Linked DNA regions of Zea mays: region 1 is linked to region 2. Evidence: chromatin contacts called from public Hi-C data. All regions are on one chromosome and are shown on one strand. Each heading gives the region's core, a stretch centred on a gene start, on an enhancer-like site or on the middle of the called end of the contact. The rest is flanking DNA. Distances are from core to core; before and after follow the strand shown. Region 1 holds the start of LOC100383563 (Glycerophosphodiester phosphodiesterase GDPDL3). Region 2 has its middle 9.4 kb from the start of LOC103653686.

Evidence for each region. A called contact is a pair of places that touch in the nucleus more often than the background predicts.
Region 1: a Hi-C map of leaf shows a contact between it and region 2, with 9 times the contacts expected there. The contact joins the promoter of LOC100383563 here to the enhancer-like site in region 2. A contact is called at or near these places in 3 of 25 Hi-C or Micro-C datasets (ear and leaf).

Annotation. Positions count from the first base shown.
Region 1 is chr4:132,789,806-132,794,327 of Zm-B73-REFERENCE-NAM-5.0, forward strand. LOC100383563 (Glycerophosphodiester phosphodiesterase GDPDL3) reads left to right here and starts at 1,496. Exons shown (of 9, transcript NM_001176211.1): 1 at 1,496-1,740; 2 at 2,552-2,848; 3 at 3,006-3,118; 4 at 3,205-3,703; 5 at 3,935-3,973; 6 at 4,047-4,334. The coding sequence starts at 1,614.
Region 2 is chr4:132,146,991-132,151,049 of Zm-B73-REFERENCE-NAM-5.0, forward strand. No RefSeq gene overlaps it. Among protein-coding and RNA genes, the nearest start is that of LOC103653686, 9.4 kb to the left of the region's middle. Within about 2 kb of position 1,336, at least 12 of the 20 cell types and tissues checked have an H3K27ac peak or open chromatin away from gene starts, as enhancers often do. A contact at or near this core is called in ear and leaf, where this site is marked.

The sequences.
Region 1 (4,522 bases), core at 246-2,745, 640 kb after region 2:
ATGCAGCCGGCCGGAGCAACGTGACGGCGCCGCTCAACGCAGCCACTGCTTGTAGGACGACCGGGTTCCGAGACAGCACGCGGAGAAGTGATTAATCTAGACACCGTGATTAGACTAGTTAAAACCGTGGTCACGCACCGATGAGCTGCTGCGCCGATGCGCGAGAGTCGCGGACACAACAGCAGGGGGGGCTGCTCCCCCGGCTCCGGTGCAAGCACGCCGATCGCCGGCCGAGTCAGCATCCGCACCAGCACCACCGTATCCTATTCCTTGGTGCATTGCATGGCGGATTCGCGGACCGAGAAAGGACACGATGCGCGGCTCCACTTGGTCGAGCACGCCAGGTGACAGAGATGCGGAGCAGCCAATCAAGGCTGGGGACCCTGCACATGTTACGGGCACATACACGGCTACACCACCGCCACAGGCGACCATCCACAATAGCCATATAAAAATTCTCGTTGCTTGCTCTCACATTCATTTCTTCACGAACGTAAAAAAATTCGGTAAAAAGTATTTCCCCTTGCTTAAAACACGGTCTTGATCTAGACAAAGTTCTACTACATCCATCTTGAAATCGTATTTTAATCTCAGCAATTTACTGTACAACGGGCAGTGCGATCCACCCGTATGGATTGGTTGGGTACGGCCAACCTTAATCTACGGTTGTTGTTGTCTTTTATTCTGGACTATAATGAGTTATGAGCCATTTGATGACCCTAGCCATATCTGACTATAATGAGTTAGAGTCCTACGTGAAGCAACACTTGTATTTTAAAGCCTTGTTGGGTCAAATGATTCTAAATGTGAGTCGAGAGGAAGCTGCTACAAGCCCATGATTTTGTGGAACAACTAAAATATATGCTTGGTTCAAACAACTGCCAACTATAAGTTCTATTGTCAAGTATAGATTCTGTAAGAGTATTGATAACCGTTAACTATAGATTTTATTGTCAACTATAAATTCCGTAAAACCTTGATAGTTTGGTAATATGAACGACAAAAAATATTAAAAATCTAGGATGAACCGTTATTTTGAACTGAACTAAATGAAAACATATTATGATGTTTTATTCTATATATTTTTTAAATGAATCTAGTTCAAAAAGCTAAATCAAACGCATCCTTAATCTCAACATCATCTTACCTTCAACCAGGCCTCTTACCTCGCGCACATCACCACGTCATCGGGAAAACGTCAATCGAAGTAAATAAAAAAGAATGGAGAAGGTACATTTTCAACGAAGAAAAGGAGAATAGTTGAAACTAATCATTTCTCTTTCCTTTGCAAAGGTTGGAAACTAGACCCATTCGGGGGCATCTCACACGCAGACCACCTTCCCCCTCCCCTGACCCTGATGCCACTTCCTCTTGTATCACACACAGACACAGCTCAGCAGCAGCAGTATCGCCCCGCCACCCGGTGCTTTTGTCTCTCTCTCGCTGGGTCTTAAAAATCCAACGCCAACGCGGCCGCCGGATGCGCATTGCCCCCCTCCTCCCTGTCTCGTCTCCTCGTCGTGGCCACCTCTTCCTCTGCTCCCCCTTCCAGGGGTCGTTCTTGGAGCCCCAGTTCCTCGAGCTGCGTCCGCCGGTGGTCGCGTAGGTGGCGGATGCCCGCAATGGGGAGGAGCAGCCGCGCCTGCTCCCTTCTTGGTTCAACTCACCTGCTCCTCCTGCTGCTGCTCTCGGTCGGCTCCGCCGTCGCCCAGAATGGCTCTACCTGGAAGACCCTGAGCGGTAAGCTTTGGATTCGCTGCCTTCTCACTTCGTTTCTTCCAAGGTTCCCGCACTAATTGTGTATGTGGTCTGATCTGGTCGATTTGCTGCCACTCTTCGCTTAAAGATCAGCCCTCTTGCCTGTAAATTGCAATTTTTGTTTTGTTCTACAGCTTGGCCTGGATCTTCAGGATGAGTGTGAACTGGCTGCGCATTTATTTCTTTTTTTGGGTGGGGCGCTCTGTTTCTGTTTTTCTGCAGCAAAATAGTTTTTTAGGGCTTCTGCAGCAAAATAGAGCTTTGCTGGTTTTTAGCACTGTTTGGGAGACTAGATTTCTGATTGGAAGTTTGGGGCCAGCCATGATACCTTTTAGCATCTCCAGCAAAAAAAATGCACGGTAGCCTTTCTAGCTAAGTGGCAATTTTGGTTGGGATTGAATAGCAACATCTTTCATGTTCGTTTCCTGTTTACATCACCGTGCCTCCAAGTGCAAGCCTATGCAATATCACTTTCTTGGTGAGGAACACTCAGTAAACCATTAGCTGCTGGTGTCTACTGTTCATGGGCTGCGTATGACCCATATGGGCGTATTGCTATTTTGAGAACGGGATGGGAGTGGATCAGTTCGATGGATGTTAATTCGGGCGGTGTTTTGAGTTAACCCCGGTAATAAGAGACGATAATTTCAGATGGTCATGCGTGCTTACGAGTTTTATGTCCGTCCGGTAAGGTAATTTTGGTTTTGTAGTTTCTGCCGTAGCACTTAGGGTTGTTCCAGTACTTTTGTCCATCTTCATGACCCTAACAGTACCAATCGTCTCATATTTCCAGGCAAGGCTCCAGCAGTCGTTGCTAAGGGCGGGTTCTCCGGACTATTTCCCGATTCCAGTGACTATGCTTATCAGTTTGTTGGCATATCTAGTTCCCCTGACACCACCGTGTGGTGTGATGTTCGGCTGACGAAGGATGGTGCTGGTATCTGCCTACCGAGCATAAACATGGATAACTGCACAATAATAGCCAGTGTTTTCCCACAAGGGAAGAAGACCTACAAGGTTAATGGTGTATCTACAGCGGGCTGGTTCTCCGTAGACTATACAAGCACTGTTCTGCTGCAAAACGTATCTTGTAAGTGCAGTTACAAATTGTGCTTCCCTATCGTCTTGAGCATTTTGATCTTTTGAACTGTGATGAAAGAACTATGTTCAGATGTCTTTGCATTGAATCTCATACCGCTTAGTAAATGCAGATGTCATGCTTCATTAACCCATTTTCATATTTGCAGTGAAGCAATCGGTCCTATCTCGTACCCCTGCATATGATGGTTTGTTCCAAATAAATCCTGTTGAAAATATTTTCACCTTATATAAGGCACCTGCTGTTTGGTTAAATGTCCAGGTAGGGATAAAACTGTAACCAGCTTTGAACTACAAATTTGGTGATTTGCCTCTCACCAGAACATTTCTTTTCTTTTCAAACTGCAGCACGACAGTTTCTACAGCCAGTTTAAGCTTAGCATGAGAAGCTATATCCTGTCCTTATCGAAACAATTCATTGTCGATTACATCTCATCGCCTGAAGTGAACTTCCTCACCAGTATATCTGGAAGAGTTAGCAAGAAGACAAAGCTTGTGTTCCGATTTCTCGACGAACGCTCTATTGAGCCATCAACAAACCAGACATATGGCTCAATGCTGAAAAATCTGACATTTGTCAAGACTTTTGCCTCTGGAATACTTGTTCCCAAAAGCTATATCTGGCCTGTTACACCAGATAATTACCTGCTGCCTTATACTTCAGTGGTTGATGATGCTCACAAAGCAGGACTAGAAATCTATGCTGCTGATTTTGCAAATGACTTAACCATCAGCTATAACTACAGCTTTGATCCATTAGCGGAATATCTTTTCTTCATTGATAACGGTGCCTTCTCTGTTGATGGTGTATTGACTGATTTCCCGATTACTCCTTCAGAGGCAGTTGGTGAGTCCACCTATCCTTTTTTCATGATGCAATTAATAAGTATCTGTTCAAGAATCTTATGCACTCAAGGTGTCTACTAGGCGAGTGTGATCTTTTATTCAGAATAGTTGTTGTGGAATCATGATTCAGTTTTGTTTTTTTGACTTTGGTGCGAACCCCCTAACAAGTTGAAAGATCTAGCATGGGCCATGGCCACTTTGGTCTTGATTTGTTCTTCTTTTGTTCCTGCAGGTTGCTTTAGTAACCTGAACACCAGCAAGATTGATCATGGTACACCTGCTTCTTCACGCTTAACTTCACCTATTTAAAAATGTTACTGAATTTCATCACATTGACAATGCAGCTAAACCTCTAGTTATCTCGCATAATGGTGCTAGTGGTGACTACCCAGACTGCACTGACCAAGCTTATGAAAAGGCAGTTGCCGATGGTGCGGATGTCATTGACTGTCCTGTTCAAGTGACTAAAGATGGCATACTGATATGCATGAGCTCTGTTGACCTAATGGATGTTACTACTGTTGCAAAATCACAATTTGCTTCGCAAGTAACTACCATCAACAGTCTGAAGGCTGGGTCTGGAGTCTTCACCTTCAACCTTACTTGGGATGATATTTCTAAGAACCTAAAGCGTAAGTTGATTTGATGTCATTTCCCCTACTTTTTGTAAACCTGAATGTTTGCTATGCAAATAGAAGCCAAATTGTAAGAGAATGTGAATGGCTTGTTGTATTGCATAGGAGAAGGTTACATATATATATAGAGACCTAGGGAACCCTAACCCTAATAGGTCGGCAGCCCAACAACGGTGCCAGCCCGT
Region 2 (4,059 bases), core at 86-2,585:
GACACGTACACCGTACATACACGTACGGGGGCAATTTGCCGTGGGCTGGACGGACGGTTGGGGATCAGGGGGGTTAGGGTTTAGGTGATCAATACTACTAGTATTATTTTATAATAAACAAATGGAAAACTTGGCAAGCACATTCTCCGATCAGAATTTACAGCAGACGATCCCTTTCCTCCAGGCACGGCGGCGGCGGCGCCGTCCGCTGTGCCTCCGCTCTGCCTTGGCCATCCTCACGGGGCTGCCCGTCCATTCCCCCTGCAACCTGCGCATTCAGAAGCCCGGTATAATGCCATGTCCATCCAAGCAAGGGCACCTGAGAGATGGATGGGATGAGTACGTAGAGTCGTTTGACTTACACTATTTTTATGAATTTAATTATATTTTGATGATTTTCTACAACAAGAAATTAATAATACACCAAATAGTCTAAAAAATTCATGAATTTTTACGGGGACACAACATATATCCACATATAGTTCTCAAAAATATTTGGACTATAAAATCCACAAGATGTTGGTGTTTCTTCCATTCCGCTCCCATTTATTGCGTGAGTTACACGTGAAATCATTTTATGTATCAAAGTTTCAACATAATTAATATTTCACTTATCATTTTCACGCGGCGACTTGAGGTTTTATTTGAATGGAATGTTTATTTGTTTTGGTAAGCTTTTTGCAATTTTGGATCAAAACTAGTGTATTTATGAATTTTAATTATATTTTGATGATTTTATGTAGAAAGAAATTAATAATGTATAGATAGCCTCATGAATCTATGAAATTATACGAAGGTACAACATATGGCCACATATAGTCATAAAAAATAATGGGACCATAAAATCCACAGGATGTCAACGTTTCTTCTATTTTATTTCCACTTATTGCGTGAGTTACACGTGAAATCACTCTAAGTATCCAAGTTTCAACATAATCAATACTTCACTTTACCATTTTTATGTGGAAACTTGAGATTATCTTCTATTAAATTATTAATTTACTTGCAATTTCGTGGTCGAACAAGAATATTTTTTATAACCAATTAATGTATTATCCGACAAGTATCCGATATCCGATCAAATAATATCCGTATCCGTCACTTATCCGCCCGGATAAATATCCGGTCCTGTATCCGTATCCGTCCCGTTTCTAACTATCCGTATCCGATCCCGAATCCGTTTTAAATATATTAGGGTAGGATACAGGATGAGCTAATATCCGTCCGTATCCGCCCGTTTTCAACCCTAACTGGAAACGCAAAGGACCGGGCGCTGCTGTCAGACCGGAGAGAGACGCTGCCAGAACACACTGGATGGCGGCCAGACACCGACACTGGGCCTGGCATTATACCGCGTCCAGAGATGTCCGGTTCGTGGTCGTAGGTGTCCACATCGCCGACGCGAGCTGCTGCTGGTTTTGAGCTTTCATCGTCCGTGCTTCTTCCTATGCTGAGCTCCTGGTCCGTGTGACCATGTGGTTCTTGGTTCTTCCTCTCATATGCATCGCCTGGCTCAGGGCCGGTCCTGAGATTTTAGAGACCCGGGGCGAAACCAAAAATGAGGCTTTTAAAGCTTTATCTATATTTTTTTTACTTTCTTCTAAGTACATCGACAAATTTTTTATATGATAAAAACTCAAATATATCAAAATAAATTCAAATATGTTTACATGTTACCTCAAAATTTTCTTCTAACATTTCTTATGCGAAGTCGTTGATAATAATGTTGATATCAACCTTGTCCAATAATTTCTTCTCAATACATAAAGTGGCCAATCCGTTGAGCCGTTCTTGAGACATTGTTGACCTTAAATAGTTCTTTAACAATTTCAACTTTGAAAAGCTTCTCTTAGCTGATGCAACAGTTACATGCACAGTAAATAATATCCGGTAAGCGATTGAAATATTTGGATACGAATCCATTTGCCTAACATACTCAAAGATCTCCATAGAAGACATTGGTCTTTCAGGTAAACTTAGCTTCAAGACCTTCAACTCGGATAGTAGGTCATTTACCTCAACATCAGAAGTATCATGTGAAGAGAATATTTTTGCAAATTTGATTCCTCGAAGTGCTCTGTGCATTTTTTGAGAAAAAAATCAGTGTATGCTTCCTCTTTGCGACTCTATCAATTCATCAACTCGCTTCTTTTTTCTTTTTTCACTACCTGATACATATTTTCTTGTTGACATGGTACTGCTGAAATTTAAGAATTAAATGATTTGGTCAGACTAAAAATCAAGTGTTGTATTTGTAGACTTCAGACTTGTAGTTGTAACACATGTGTTAATTACCTGCAATGTGAGGTGATCAGATGGCAAGGGCGGCAAGCGCAGGGCACAATCGCGCAAGGGCAAGGTTTTCGCGTGCGTTTGCGGCGGCCGGCGGTGATTAAGGATTTTTTTATTCCAATCACTGTGGTGTCCAGACAGTTGAATCGACATGGGCCTAATTGGATTAGTTTTACCTGGACCTGACCATAATACGTATATACACTGTATGTATATCTGGGTTGGGGCCCCTGGAATTTTGGGGCCGGTGCGATCGCTCCGGTTGCCCGCCCTCAGGACCGCCCTGGCTCAGCACTTTGAAGCAGAAGTAACTCTTGCAAGCTGACCTTCTTCTCGCTAGATTCTCCTGCTGCAACATCGATCCCATCTTCAAGACCACACTCTTTGCCATTGCAGTGAGGAGCGAAGCCAACAGGTGAAACTACTTCTGGTTTCAGTCCGTGTACAGACACTCTAGAACAGCCTTTCTTCTCGTATCCTATGTCGCTGTCTGCACCGATCACTTGGCGACTGAAATTTGGGGACGACCTTCTGTCCAGTGGGTTTTCTTCTGATGCCGTCCGAGTCCGACGAAGCAGCGCTCCTTCGTCGACGTAGACGTCCTTGACGAAACTGCCGCCGTAATGAGCGGAATCGATAGCATCTGCCGGTTCTATCTCCACGACATCCTTGTCATAAGAGACATTCTCAAGTACAGCAGTATGTCCACCTTTCTGTACCGTGTCTTGTGATGGGTTTTTGTCTTGTACCAGAACAGGGAGGCACGCACATCCCATACACTGTACACTCCAGCACGTACGATACAGCCACATCAAGGTCTAAATTAGTATTAAAGAAACATTTTTTTCCCCGGCAACAACTACTATGCAAGCAGTCTTTGTGTGCAAGCATACAAACAAATCATTTAATCTATTAGATCATGATCCAACCGTAGATCACATTTAACACTTAAACCCTTCCACCACTAACTCAATAATCTTTATAAAAAAATCCCTAACAAATCATGGTTGTATCTGTGGTTGGATCGTAATCTAATAAATAAGATGATTTGCTGCACTGCTTGCATAGCAGTCGTTGCATTTTTCCCCTTCCCTGTCTCATGGGTACCAGACGTACAACCCATGACCTGTTCTTAGAGATGGCAATGGGTACCCGCGACCCGATACCCGATGGGTATTTACTTCATTAGGGTATGTATGTGAGCTAAATATTCCACCCGTGGGTATGTTATTGGGCAAAAATCTTCACCCAATGGGTAAATGGTATTAGAACGTTCCACCTTCACCCATACCCGTTAACCCGTGGGTATAAAATACCCAATATAAACTTAGCCCAAGCATGAACTTGGACTTTAGTCATCCATCATTTTTACTATTTAACAACCTTTTAGGACATAATGTCATAGAAGGCTTAATGACAATTTAATGACCATGTAATGTGCTATGTAGTATTGTCCTAGTGTTACTATTTTATCCAATTATCTTTGTTGTGTTGAATGGATGGTTAAATGATGCTATAAATTTTGTAATGGTATTTAGATGAATATATTTGACATTTGTGTAATATAATATTTTGATAGATGTTTAATTTTTGTGGGTACGGCTGACCCGATGGGTGAACCATACCCACGTGGGTATAGGTATGGGGGTAAATCCATACCCACCGGTGTAAATGGGTGACCCGATGGGGTTATTTTTTTGTCGTGAGTATGATTATGGGGTAGTAATAACCGATGGGTATTTACCCATTGCCATCTCTACCTGTTCT